Linked DNA regions of Sus scrofa: region 1 is linked to region 2. The links are chromatin contacts, called in public HiChIP or PLAC-seq maps. All regions are on one chromosome and are shown on one strand. The core of a region is the stretch at or near the end of the contact, and the rest is flanking DNA. Distances in the headings are between cores, read along the strand shown. Region 1 overlaps RPL3L (60S ribosomal protein L3-like). Region 2 overlaps CASKIN1 (caskin-1).

What was found. HiChIP or PLAC-seq counts read pairs in DNA pulled down with a chosen protein or histone mark.
Region 1: a contact with region 2 is called in an H3K27ac HiChIP or PLAC-seq map of alveolar macrophages. The contact joins two enhancer-like sites. A contact is called at or near these places in 1 of 5 promoter capture datasets (fetal liver) and 1 of 2 datasets of contacts at active chromatin or transcription factors (alveolar macrophages).

What each region holds. Positions count from the first base shown.
Region 1 is chr3:40,007,169-40,014,362 of Sscrofa11.1, forward strand. It overlaps RPL3L (60S ribosomal protein L3-like), which reads left to right. Exons shown (of 9, transcript XM_021086793.1): 2 at 1,299-1,491; 3 at 3,147-3,315; 4 at 4,374-4,509. Among named protein-coding and RNA genes, the nearest start is that of NDUFB10, 5.1 kb to the left of the region's middle. Within about 2 kb of position 4,108, at least 59 of the 83 cell types and tissues checked have an H3K27ac peak or open chromatin away from gene starts, as enhancers often do. A contact at or near this core is called in alveolar macrophages and fetal liver, where this site is marked.
Region 2 is chr3:39,806,760-39,813,261 of Sscrofa11.1, forward strand. CASKIN1 (caskin-1) reads left to right here. Exons shown (of 20, transcript XM_021086770.1): 18 at 1-1,730; 19 at 2,372-2,786; 20 at 3,150-4,622. The coding sequence ends at 3,249. It overlaps TRAF7 (E3 ubiquitin-protein ligase TRAF7), which reads right to left. Exons shown (of 21, transcript XM_003124733.4): 17 at 6,342-6,464; 18 at 6,038-6,157; 19 at 5,797-5,928; 20 at 5,595-5,714; 21 at 5,044-5,425. The coding sequence ends at 5,411. Among named protein-coding and RNA genes, the nearest start is that of CASKIN1, 16 kb to the left of the region's middle. Within about 2 kb of position 2,777, at least 37 of the 83 cell types and tissues checked have an H3K27ac peak or open chromatin away from gene starts, as enhancers often do. A contact at or near this core is called in alveolar macrophages and fetal liver, where this site is marked.

The sequences.
Region 1 (7,194 bases), core at 2,858-5,357, 200 kb after region 2:
TTTTTTTTTTTTTTTTTTTTTTGTCTTTTTAGGGCCGCACCCGCAGCATATGGAGGTTCCCAGGCCAGGACTCAGGAGTCAAATGGGAGCTGTAGCCGCCGGCCTATGCCAGAGCCACAGCAACACAGGATCCAAGCCGAGTCTGCCACCTACACCACAGCTCATGGCAAAACTGGATCCTTAACCCACTGAGCGAGGCCAGGGATCGAACCCGAGTCCTCATGGATACTATTTGGGCTCGTTACTGCTGAGCTACGACAGGAATTCTGTCAATCAACTATAATTTAAAAAAAAGCATCTGCATTTCTTGGCTCATGGCTGTTAGAGTCAAGGGATCTTGATTTTCAGTCACAGCCCTTTTGATCCTCTGGGCACAGAGCCAGCCCTCCCCCGGCCCTATGGGTCCAGCTCAGGCTCACAGCCCTCAGGACCGGACAGGAATCCTCCTGGTTTCCCTGCCTACAGACTGGACCTGCCTGAGGAAGGGAAGCCCCCCAACGGGGGATTCCTCTGCCTCCTCCCAGGCCACGTTGTTCCTGTCCTTGGGGGGCCACGTGCAGCAGAAAACAGAGTGTGACCTAGTCCTAGCACCCTTAAGGAAAGGAGAGCCAGCCCGGACTCCAGGTGTCCCCACCCAGGCTGCCCAGGATGCCCCCCTCGCGCCACGCCTGGCCAGGCCTGCTTCTGGCACCAGAGCCCATGCCTGCCACAGGAGATGACAGAGCTCCCCTGCCAGGGGCTAAATCTGGGATCTGGCCGCAGCACGTCCTGGCCCTGCCACTCGACCTCCAGCGCCTGGCGGGGAGGCCCCTTCCCTTCCTGATGTGCGGGGACCCATTGCCATGGTCAGTGGGCTTGGGGGGCCGGCTTCCTGGGGTGGGGCAGGGGGACTTCTGGAGTCTTTCCGGGCAGGGACCGCCCCTGGGGGCTGTGAAGGCCTAGGTGGTTAGAGGGGCAACCGTGGGGCGGAGACCTGGCTTCCTGGCCTAGGGCGGGCAAGGAGGTGGGTAGATGGCAGTGGGCCGCTGCCCCTGCAGCCCTTGGCCACCGTGAGGGCGCAGCCAGGCGGGGCCCCAGAGGCAGGAAGCCTGTGTGCGAGGAGGCCTGAAGTTGGCAGCTTCCCCAAGACACTGCCCAGGGGGAGCTTCTCTTCTTTCCAGCGGATGGAGGTAGCCCCAGAGGAGCACGGGTCTTGGCCCGGGGCCTCCAGCTCACTTCTGCTCTGGGTTCCGGGACCATCCATCCGCCCCCCCACCAGGGAGACCCCAGCTCTGATGTCCCTCTCCTCCGGTCCCCAGTCACACCGGAAGTTCTCCGCCCCTCGGCACGGACACCTGGGCTTCCTGCCGCACAAGAGAAGCCGCCGGCACCGGGGCAAGGTGAAGACGTGGCCACGGGACGACCCCAGCCAGCCTGTGCACCTCACGGCTTTCCTGGGCTACAAGGCCGGCATGACACACACTCTGCGGGAGGTGCATCGGCCAGGGCTCAGTGAGTGGCTGCCAGGGGCCCCAGGAGGGCAGGCAGGGCACACAGACCGCTGAAGATCTGGAGGCCCTTCCAGGTGCTGGGCTCCCTGCCAGCTCCAGAAAGGGCCAGGCCCTGCCTGTGGGAACCTCGGGCAGGACACTGGCCATCCTCGGGCACTGCCCCTCGAAAACGGCTCTGCCATTGCCCCAGTTTACAGATGAGGAGACTGAGCAGTCATGCAACTGGAAGGAGCCAGGAGGCAAGGGCAGGTGTCCCAACACACCTCTGGTTTTGGGATCATTGTAGATTCCCGTGTGGTTATAATACAGAGAGGTCCCCTGTTTCCCCAGTGGCAACGTGTCTTAAAACGGTGGTAATAGTCACAGCCAGATGTGACGTGGGTACAACCTACCGTCTCATTCAGATTCCTCCAAGGGGTGTGTGTTTATTTCTGCGAGGTTCTGTCACCTGCAATTGTGTGTACCCACCACCTAGATACATATATATGTAATATATATGTATTTTAAATTTTATTTCTTCTTTTTGGGGGGGGGGTGCAGCAACTTCATGTGGGATTTTGGTTCCCAGACCAGGGATTGAACCTGGGCCACAGCAGTGAGTCCTAATCACTAGAATCCCTAGACCACCAGGGAACTCCACATATATCCTGGCCCTGCTCAAGGCATGTGGAAATTCCCAGGCCAGGGATCTGAACCCATGCCACAGCAGTGACACCAGATCCTTAACCACTAGACCACTAGGAAACTCCCAGAACTCCCTTCTTTTTTTTTTTTATTCTTTTTAAGGGCCACACATGGGGCATGTGGAAGTTCCCAGGCTAGGGGTCTAATCAGAGCTATAGCTGCTGGCCTCCACCACAGCTACAGCGATGCAAGATCTGAGCCACGTCTGTGACCTACACCACAGCTCACAGCAACGCTGGATCCTTAACCCACTGAGTGAGGCTGGGGATTGAACCCGCAACCTCATGGTTCCTAATCGGATTCGTTTCCGCTGTGCCACTATGGGAACTCCTATTTTTTAAACATATGCTTCTTTTACTTTGGACCAGCCTCAGTCATAACATCTAGAAAGTCATGGATTTGGGTGAATTCCTTTGTGGCTCAGTGCATTAAATGTTCAGCATTGTCCACGCAGTGGCTTGGGGTCACTGCTTGTCTGGCGAGAGTTTGATCCCTGGCCTGGGAACTTCCACATGTCACGGGAGTGGCCAAAAAAAGAAACAAAAAAACCAGCAAAAAACCCCCACAACCAAACAAACAAAAATCATGGGTTTTGGACAAGTCTTAGGGTTTTTTGTGGAAACATGTGGGTTTTTGCCCCACTACAGGAGGCCCAACCCTACCCTTTGGAGGCACTGCCCTGGGTGTTGCTCTCTGCACCCATTCCCAGATGGGCTGGTGGGGAAGCTGCAGCATGGGGCAGGTCAGGGCCACCTGGGGGGTCTTGCCCTGTGGCTGCAAGAGCAGGAAGAGGAGGGCAGGGAGTGGGAGGCTGAGGGCTGGAGGGCGGGGGGCTTGCTCGCCGGGGCCTCTGTCCACAGCATCCCTGGCGCTGTGCGGGGGTGGGGGGGCTGCGTGTGTTCTTCCCCCGCTCCCACCTCTCCATGGGACCCGGGGATGCCCTCCACGCCCCCATCTCTGGGTTTCATCCAGAAATTTCCAAGCGGGAGGAGGTGGAGGCAGTGACGATTGTGGAGACACCGCCTCTGGTGGTGGTGGGCGTGGTGGGCTACGTGGCCACCCCTCGAGGCCTGCGGAGTTTCAAGACCATCTTTGCAGAACATCTCAGTGACGAGTGCCGCCGGCGCTTCTACAGGGACTGGTGAGAGGAGGGGTGGCAACAGTGTAGAAGGAGGAATGTGTGTGTGTGCGGCTCTCACTTTAATAAAAGATGAGGACAGGAGGGCTGCAGAGGAAACTGGGCTGGAGGGAAAAAGACAGCCGGTATTCTCATCCTCAGGGTAGAGTAAGGAACCAGTGCTGCAGAATGTCAGAGTTCACCCTGAGCTTCCTAGCAGCCAGGGTGAAAAGGGCAACAGCCAAATGACAAGCTCTTTTCATCAGAAAGAGAGGCAAAAGGCATTCTTAGGTCTCAAACCTTCCTTGCCATTAAGTCCAGCCTGAGAAGGAAGGCCTCCTGCCTGAGGAACCTCATAGACACCCCCTTCCACATGGAGCAAGGGCACAGCATGGCTTCTCTGGGAGGTGACCATCCTGGGCCCCAGGGTCAGAGGAAAGCACACTGGCCTCTTGGAATCTCCTCTCCCCAACCTCCACACACACGTACACACCCCACAGCTGCCATCAAATAGGAGGGAGGGGCCCACATCACGGGGTCGTGAGGAGGAGATAAGTGGAGTCTCCAGCCTCCAGCACAGAGAGCTCAGCTAATGCCCGCTGGCCTTGTTTTTTGCCCTTGCATTGTTAACAACCTGCCCCTCGTCCAGGGGCTCTGACCTCCCTGATTTTGCCGTCCTCCTCTGTGGAGCAGAGATAACGATGTCCACCTCCCTGGATTCTGGCCGGGGTCAGGAACGACGTGGCCTGGGGCCTGGCCAGTCCTGGCTGTCTGCTTTAGAGTGGGCTCAGCAGCCGTGGCAAAGTGGGCACATGGCCTCGGCCTGGCAGGCACGCCCCTCGGCCAAGTTCCCACGCATCTGCCCCGTCTCGGCCCGGGAGGCAGGGAGGGTACCCACTTTACGGAGGAGAAAACCAAGGCCTAGAGAGGGCGGGACGGTCTGGCCTCAAAGACGGCGACGGGGAGCAGCCAGGGGACCCCCGGGGCCCAGCAGTGTCTCGCCTGGGAAGGGGGGAGGCGACATCTGAGGCCCGTGCCTGGTGGGCTGCGGGCCTGCTAAGCGCCCTCTGTGTGTGGCTCAGGCACAAGAGCAAGAAGAAAGCCTTCACCAAGGCCTGCAGGAGGTGGCGCGACACCGACGGCAAGAAGCAGCTGCAGAGGGACTTTGCCGCCATGAAGAAGTACTGCAAAGTCATCCGGGTCATTGTCCACACCCAGGTCAGCCCCGCCCCCAACTCACCCAGGCCAGCCCCGCCCCCAGCTCAACGCGGCCAGCCCCGCCCCCAACTCACCCAGCTCAGCCCCGCCCCCAGCTCACCCAGGCCAGCCCCGCCCCCAGCTCACCGCGGTCAGCCCCGCCCCCAGCTCAGCCCCCCAGCCCGGCTTCCGGGAGCCCTGGCAAATGTCAGCCTAAAAATACCGCAGGTCCTGGGCACAGGCCCAAAGGGTTGGCTGTCCGACCCTCTGGCCACCGGCAGCCTCAGGGCTGCGAGGTTGGGTGTCAGTCGGCTCTGAGGGCTGCTGGGCACCAGCCACACCCAGCGGTCAACCGAGGCCCTGAGACACGCCCGAGGTCCTGGATCTTCTGCCAAATGTTGGGAGGGGAGGGCTGCCACCTCCCTTTGGGCTCCGGCCCTTGAGTGTGTCCATCGGCATTCGTGTGTGGGGTCTGGCTTCCTGTGGGCTGACAGGTGCCAACACCCGCTGGCTTATTCTGGAACATTCAGGGAAGCCTTCCAAGGCCCCGAGCAGTGACCCTCCCCCACCTGCCTCAGCGGCTCTCACACTGGCAGGTCCTGAATACATGTGTCATTGGTTCACGTCCATCTCCCTCGATAGACCTGGGCTCCAGGGGGGCAGGGTCACTGCTTCCTGTCCAGCAAGTCCTTCATGTGTACGTGTGGGCACTATGCTGTGACCTATGTCCCTGCTTCCACCATGGGTCCCTACGGCCTATGCCTCACGCAGCAGCAGCCAGAGATGTTTGAAAATGTATGTGCATCTCGTGGAGTTCCCGTCGTGGCTCAGCAGTTAACGAATCCAACTAGGAACCACGAGGTTGCTGGTTTGATCCCTGGCCTTGCTCAGTGGGTTAAGGATCTGTCATTGCCGTGAGCTGTGGTGTAGGTCCCAGAGGCGGCTCAGATCCCGTACTGCTGTGGCTGTGGTGTAGGCTGGCAGCTGTAGCTCTGATTTGACCCCTAGCCTGGGAACCTCCATATGCCTCAGGTGTGGCCCTAAAAAGACAAAAAAAAAAAAAAAAAAAAAAAAAAAGAAAGAAAGAAAAAAAAGGAGTTCCTTTTAATAGTGGCACAGCAGAAACAAATCCTACTGGTAAGTGTGAGGTTGTGAGTTCAATCCCTGGCCTCGCTCAGTGGGTTAAGGATCTGGCGTTGCCATGAGCTGTGGTGTAGGTCACAGATGTGGCTTGGATCCCACGTTGCTGTGGCTGTGGTGTAGGCCTGCGGCTACAGCTCCAATTCGACCCCAAGCCTGGGAACCTCCATATGCCGAGGGAGCGGCCCTAGCAAAGGCAAAAAGACAAAACAAAACAAACAAAAAAACTTTTGTTGGTGCATACTTGACTTAGAATATGTAGTGTTAGTTTCAGGCATATAGCAAAGTGAATCCAATTATACATATCCATCCATCCATGCTTTCTTCCCAGGGAGGTTATTGTAGACTATTGAGTAGATTTTCCTGTGCTGTCAGCAGGTCCTTGTTAATTATCTATTTTGTGTAATGTGTACACGTCATCCCCATCCTCCTCATGTATCCCTCCCTCCACGTTTCCCCAGAGTCATCATAAGTTTGATTTAAAATCTGTGAGTTTCTCTGTCTCACAAAAAATTTTGTAACTTTTTTATTAGAGTCCACATATACGTGATATGATAGGACACTTGTCTTTTTTTTTTTTTTTTGGTCTTTTTGCTATTTCTTGGGCCGTTCCCGCGGAGCTGTAGCCACCGGCCTATGCCAGAGCCACAGCAATGCGGGATCCGAGCCGCGTCTGCAACCTACACCACAGCTCACGGCAACGCCGGATCGTTAACCCACTGAGCAAGCGCAGGGATCGAACCCGCAACCTCATGGTTCCTAGTCAGATTCATTAACCACTGCGCCACGACGGGAACTCCTCTTTCTCTGACTTATGCCACTCAGTATGCACATTGCCAGGTCCATCTACCTTGCTGCAAATGACATGATCTCATTGTTTTTTCTGAGTAGTATTTGCTCGTATATAGGCGCAACTTCTTCTTCACCCACTCCTCTGCCGGGGCATTTACGTTGTTTCCAGATCCTGGTGATGGTAAATAGCGCTGCAGCAAAGATTGGGGTGCATGTATCTTTCCGAATCACAGTTTTCTCCAGGTGTATGTCCAGGAGTGGGACTGCTGGATGATACAGTAGTTTGATATTTAGTTAAAAAACTAAATAGGAACCTCTATCCTGTGCTCCATAGCGGCTGCACCATTACATTCCCACCAACACTGTATGAGGGCTCCCTTTTCTCCACACCCTCTCCAGCATTGGTTTGTAGACACTTTGTCTTTTTTTTTAGGGCCGTCCCCGTGGCACATGGAGGTTCCTAGGCTAGGGGTCGAATTGGAGCTGTAGCCGCCAGCCTACACCACAGCCACAGCCGCACGAGATCCCTGATGCACCTGCCACCGACACCACAGCTCATGGCAATGCCAGATCCTTAACCCACTGAGCGAGGCCAGGGATGGAACCCGAGTCCTCATGGATCCTAGTTGGGGTCATTAACTGCTGCGGGAACTCCTGTAGACTCTTTGAGGGTGGCTCTTCTGGCTGCTGTGAGGTCCTGGTCATTTTGGTTTGCATTTCTCTAATAATTACGGATGTTGAGCATCTTTTCGTGTACTCTTTGGCTACCTGTCT
Region 2 (6,502 bases), core at 1,527-4,026:
GCGGCAGGAGCCCAGCCTCGGTGGGCGGGCACGACACATGAGCAGTTCTCAGGAGCTGTTGGGTGACGGGCCCCCTGGGCCTGGCAGTCCCATGTCACGAAGCCAGGAGTATCTGCTGGATGAGGGGCCCACCCCTGACACTCCCCAAAGGGAAGCCCGGCCCAGCCGCCACGGCCACAGTGTCAAGCGGGCCAGTGTGCCTCCGGTGCCTGGAAAGCCCCGGCAAGTCCTTCCACCAGCTGCCAGCCACTTCACACCCCCCCAGACGCCCACAAAAGCCCGGCCAGCCTCCCCTCAAGCCCTGGGGGGGCCTCACGGCCCAGCTCCAGCCACGGCCAAGGTGAAGCCCACCCCACAATTGCTGCCACCAGCAGAGCGACCTATGTCCCCTCGCTCGCTGCCTCAGTCACCCACACACCGTGGCTTTGCCTACGTGCTGCCCCAGCCAGTGGAGAGCGAGGCAGGGCCAGCTGTGCCAGGGCCTGTGCCCACGGCCGTGCCCACGCCGGTGCCTACGCTCTGCCTGCCCCCGGAGGCCGAAGTGGAGCCAGGGCGGCCCAAGAAGCGCGCCCACAGCCTGAACCGCTATGCGGCGTCCGACAGCGAGCCAGAGCGGGATGAGCTGCTGGTGCCAGCTGCCGCGGGGCCCTATGCCACGGTCCAGCGGCGCGTGGGCCGAAGCCACTCAGTGCGAGCACCTGCCGGCGCCGACAAGAACGTCAACCGCAGCCAGTCGTTTGCCGTTCGGCCTCGGAAGAAGGGCCCCCCCCCACCCCCACCCAAGCGCTCCAGCTCAGCCATGGCCAGTGCCAACCTGGCCGACGAGTCAGCGCCAGATGCCGAGGCCGAGGGGGCTGGGACAGAGGACGGCCGGCTAGGGGTTCGGGCACAGCGCCGCCGGGCTAGCGACCTGGCTGGCAGTGTGGACACAGGCAGCGCCGGCAGCGTGAAGAGCATCGCAGCCATGCTCGAGCTGTCGTCCATTGGGGGTGGGGGCCGGGCAGCCCGCAGGCCCCCTGAGGGCCACCCCGTGCCACGCCCTGCCAGCCCAGAGCCAGGCCGGGTGGCCACGGTGTTGGCCTCGGTGAAGCACAAGGAGGCCATTGGGCCTGACGGGGAGGTGGTGAACCGGCGCCGCACGCTGAGTGGGCCTGTCACGGGACTTCTGGCCACGGCTCGCCGGGGTCCGGGAGAGTCTGGGGGGCCTGCAGATCATGGCCGCTTTGTGGAAGACGGCGCTGCCCGGCAGCGGCCTCGCGGTCCAGCCAAGGGCGAGGCAGGTGCAGAGGGCCCACCCCTGGCCAGGGTGGAGGCCAGCGCCACACTCCAGAGGCGCATCCGAGCCAAGCAGAGCCAGCAGGAGAACGTGAAGTTTCTCCTGACGGAGTCCGACACGGTCAAGCGCCGGCCCAAGGCCAAGGAGCGGGAGACAGGTCCAGAGCCTCCCCCGCCCCTGTCCGTGTACCAGACTGGAACAGGCACTGTGCACCGCCCCCTGGCCTCTGAGCAGGCTGGGCCCCCAGAGCTGCCTCCGCCACCCCCACCCGCTGAGCCCCCGCCCTCCGACCTGATGCAGCTGCCCCCGCTGCCCCCGCTGGACAGTGATGCCCGGAAGCCGGCCAAGCCGCCTGTCTCTCCGAAGCCCATTCTGGCTCAGCCCGTGCCCAAGATCCAGAGCTCACCCACACCTGCCTCCAAGAAGGTGCCGCTGCCAGGTCCTGGCAGCCCAGGTAGGTGCAGGAGGCCCTCTGGGGGAGCTCCCCACTGTGGTCTGAGGGGGTTCGCCATTTCTTGGAGTGGAGTGGGAAAGCGCCCTCACTCCACTCTCATCCACTGGTCCACTGGACCATTCCGTCAGCGCTGAGCCGGGAGGCGGGTGGGTGGTCCCTACCCTGCTCAGTGAAGGAGGCAGAGAAGCCCGTGAGTAGTGGCACCCGTGAAGGGCAGGCCCAAGATGCTGGAAGGCTCAGGGAGGACTCTGACCTGGCTGGAGCGTGGCCCCAGTGCAGGGCGGGGAGAGGCTTCCAAGCAGAAGGATCAGAGGTGCAAAGGCCCTGTGGCATTCAAGCAAGGGAGGGCCAGCGGCTGCAGCAGGCCACACCTGCAGGCGGTTAGAGGTGGGGGGGCGGACCGCCGGGGTTTGGAAGCAGTGACACCAGCTGGTGTGCCCAGAGAAGCGCGCTCCCTGGCAGCCTCGGGGAGGCGGGGGTGAGTGGGGCGCGGAGGACTGGAGCCGGGCGGGCAGTGCAGCTGGGGTGGTGGGGAGGCAAAGCGCGGCGGTGGGGCTTGTGGGCAGGGCTTGTGTCTGGAGATGGGCGGTGCGCACGCCGCTCGACCTCTCACCCCGGCGCGAGTCTCCTCCTCCCCGCAGAGGTGAAGCGCGCCCACGGCACGCCGCCGCCCGTGTCTCCCAAGCCGCCGCCGCCGCCCACGGCACCCAAGCCAGCCAAGGCCGCCGCGGGGCTGCAGTCGGGCAGCGCCAGCCCGTCGCCCGCGCCCTCGCCGGCGCGCCAGCCACCCCCCGCGCTCGCCAAGTCTGCCAGCACGCCGCCGCCGCCGCTGAGCGCCAGCCCTGCGAGGCCCCCGTCCCCCGGTGCGCCCGCGCTGCACGTGCCCGCCAAGCCTCCGCGCGCCGCTGCAGTCGCCGCCGGGCCCCCTGCCGTGCCCGACAGCGCCTCGCCGGGGGATAGCGCCCGGCAGAAGCTGGAGGAGACGAGCGCGTGCTTGGCGGCGGCGCTGCAAGCGGTAGAAGAGAAGATTCGGCAGGAGGACGCGCAAGGCTCGCGGTAGGTGCGGGACGGGGTCCGACGCGGGCTCGGTGAGGCCTGGGGAGGGTGCACACTGAGGGAGGCCCTGCGAGGGCCGGGCAGACTGGCGGTGGAGGGTCGGGGTCTGGAGTCGGGCCCCGCCCTCAGGCCCCGGGCGAGGCCCGGTGTGGGCGGGGTCTGCGAGCCCCTTCAGCCCCCCGACCGGGGACTGCGGGGCGGGGCTGGAGTCGGGGGCGGGCAGATGTGGAGGCGTGGACTTTTGGCCGACCCCGCCCTCGAGCGCGGGGGCGGGGCGGGGCGGGGCGGGGCTCGGCCCGGGCCGTATGTGGGGACCAGGACGTTCAGCGTTGCACCGTCTGCTCACGCCTCGCCCGCCCCCAGCCCCTCGGCGGCCGAGGAGAAGAGCACTGGCAGCATCCTGGACGACATTGGCAGCATGTTTGACGACCTGGCTGACCAGCTGGACGCCATGCTGGAGTGACGCGGCCGCCCATGTCGGGGGTCCGCCCGCGCCGCTTGGGCTCCGGCCCGCACACTGACCTTTACCTCAGGATGGGCACCGCTGGGCGCGGCGCGAGCAGGCTGGGTGGCGGGCGGGGTGCAGGGGACAGCCCGCCAGGTGGCCGCGGGCACGAGGCAGGGGCGGGCGGTGCTGCCCGGCACCTGCACAAGCACAACTCCTGCCCCCGGGCCCAGCCTGGAGGACTGCCTGGCTGGGGACCCAAGGGCTCTGGGCAGATGCTGCTGCCCCGTGGGTGCCCATCCCTATCTGCTGCTCCCTGTGCAATAACTGCTGGGCCACCTGCCCACCCTCCACCAGGCTCTGCCCCCTGGGGGTGGAGGAGGGGCCACCCCCAAAACCCCTGCCCAAGAGGCCAGGTTGGGCCCACCCTGGGAGGAGGCAGTGGGAGGGGGGCAGCTGCTGTATTCCCCTTCCCAATCTGAGGCAGAGCACAGGCCTATGCCCAGCACAGAACTGCCCATTGGGGACCTCTGCCAGCCGCTCCGGCGCAGCACAAGGGGCTGAGGTCGGGCCCCCTGCCCCACTGCACCCCCCTCCCCAGAATATAAGCTATTGAAGAGTATTAATTTATTGGGAATGAGCTAAGGCAGATTTCCCCAGAGAAACAAGAAGGTATAACTTTAACAAATATATATTTAAAGAAAAAAAATATTATTGATACTATAGAAAACCATTTACCACCTGCAAGGACGCTGGAGTCCAGCTCAAGACAAAAGCTGTTAGAGGCCCTGGCCATCTGTCCTTCCCCTCCCTCTGTCCAGGCGTGGCCAGATCTCTGGCCCAGTAGCACAAACAGGAGGCTGGGGTCCGGGGAGGGGTCCGTGCTCCGCCAGCACCTCCCCTCTGCTCTCTCTCCTGCCTTCTCTGCGTCTGAAGGACTGGAAGGATGTGCCTTGCTCGCTGCTGGGCGGTGCCCTCCGCTCCTCCGGGGCTGTTGGTGTGAGGCCGCACCTGGGCTTCAGGGGCGCCCAGTGCACAGTGTGGTGAACATGGGCACGTCAGCCGGGTGACAGCAGGGGGTGCAGGGCGTGCATGCCAGGCTGTGTGTGGTGCGTGTGAGGTTGTGCCCGACCTTCCCTCCCTGGGGCCCCCCACTGACCCAGCGCTGCCAGCCCACCCCCGCAGATGCTCTGCTCGTGGTCCGAGGCCGTGTCGTGTGGTCGTTCTCGCCTTCTCTCTCCCCCAACCCCCTGCTCCAAAAAGTACTGATCGGTCTCCTCTATCGTGTTTGCTGATGACCCACGTGTGTTGGGCACAACTCTGACATTTCTTAAAAAAAAAAAAAAAAAGAATTAAAAAACGCCGAAAACCAGTGACTGTGATCCTGGCGAGTGAGAGGGGTCTGCCGAGGTGGTGTCCGGGCATGGGGGGGGCCCCTTCCAGCGGTCACTTGTGGACCCTTCCCTGCTGGATGCGCCTGGCCATCTCCCTGGCCTCCTCAGCGCGTGGCCCGGGGGCAGGCAGGTGGGGCGGGGGGTTCGGGCAGGGACCTACTGTCAGCTGTCAATAAACAGCTGAAAACGGAGCTGCCTGGCTGGCTTTTTGAGGGCGTGTACACTGGGGCAAGTGGGAGGCCAGCCTGTTCCTGGTGGGGAGGAGACGCCACAGAGAGGGCCGTTTTCCCCCCTGGGCTTGTCACCGGGAGCCTCCGGTGCTCCCACCCCAGGGTCCCTCCCACTGGCTGCTGGTGCCCGGGCACCCCAGTGTTCTCAGGCGGCCTCTCCCTCCCCAAGGGCCATCCGGACTCACAGCCACAGTCTGTGCAGCTTTTATTTCAATCAGGAAGTAATCAAATCTATATACAGTCTAAAAACAGTAGAAAAGGTGAGTAAAAAGGCCCACAGTCCACCTGGAGTCAGGACAGAGTGGGGGGCTGCTGAGCGTCGTACCTGGCACCCAGAGAGGGGCTGGGCACTGTCCTGGCAGTGACGATGACAGGGCCAAGCAGAGGGGGACTCGCTGGGTGCCGGGCAGGGAGGGCACTCACTGCCTGCCTGGCTGAGTCTGCCTGCCTGTCCCCACAGGGTGGGCAGAGACCCCCAGACCAACCATGGGGCCAGCCGGACTGGGACTGGTCTGGGTTGGGCCCAGAGCAAGCCAAGACCTGGCCCAGGTTCTGTTAGCAAGTCCAAACCTGCAGAGGAAAGGCTCCGTTTCAGGGGCCCCTTTGGGCGTCCGGCCCCAGAGCCACTTGCCATTCCTGCCTGCTGTCCCCCGCCACCCGCCCAGGGCTCCCGGCTCCCAACACCTCCCCCTGCTCAGCACGGGCCGCCCCTCTGGGTGGCCCGAACTGAGGCGCTGACCTTCACAGTGCTGTCCACGGCTCCCGAGAAGAGCCGGCCCCGGGACACAGCCAGGGCTGTCACGCTGCCCTGGTGGCGCAGCAGGGTCTGCGTGCAGATCATGTTATCCATGCTCCACACCTGGGGGCACAGGGCACATGAGGACCCGCCCCGGCCTGGCCACCGGCCCTGGGCCCCCCTCTGTTGCCAGGCCAGCTCGCACCCTGAGAGAGCGGTCGTAGGACGCACTGAAGACTTTGGTCTGGTCTGGCGTGGAGATGACCGCCAGGGCGTACACGGTGCCCACGTGGCCCGTCAGGGTTCGCACTTGCTCCTTGGACTCGATGTCCCATACCTGGGGGTGGGCAGGCAGAGGCGGGTCAGAGGCACAGACCGGGGCGGGGGGTGGGGGGCAGGGGGAATGGGCCCAGAGCTGGGCCCCAGCCCTGGGTGCCGGCTCTTACGTGGATGAGGTTCTCGTAGGTGCCACAGACGATGTGGTGGTTCGTCACGGCGATCGAGTAGACACTGCCACCAGACGTCTGCAGGACGTGGATGCAGTCGAGGGTCCGGATGTCCCAGATCTGGGGGCAAGCACAGGCCACTTGGTCCCAGCCCAGATGCCTCACCCCAGGGGTCTCTGTATGCAGGCAGCAGCACTGCCCACCCTGGGGTGTGTGTGAGGGTCTCCTTGGGCCGGCGGGGTCGGGGTAGGACAAGTGGAGTCCCGGGAGCCTGCCAGGGCGCAGGCGCTCGGGGCGGGCGCACCTTGATTGTCTGGTACGAGCCGCTGTACAGGTAGCTCTGGGCGGCCACCAGGGCCCGCACCCAGTGGTTGAGGCCGGTGAGCTCCTTCTTCAGCTTCAGCTCGGTGCCCACGATGTCCCAGACCTGGGGGAGCAGCCGTGAGTGCAGGCGGGCGAGCGAGG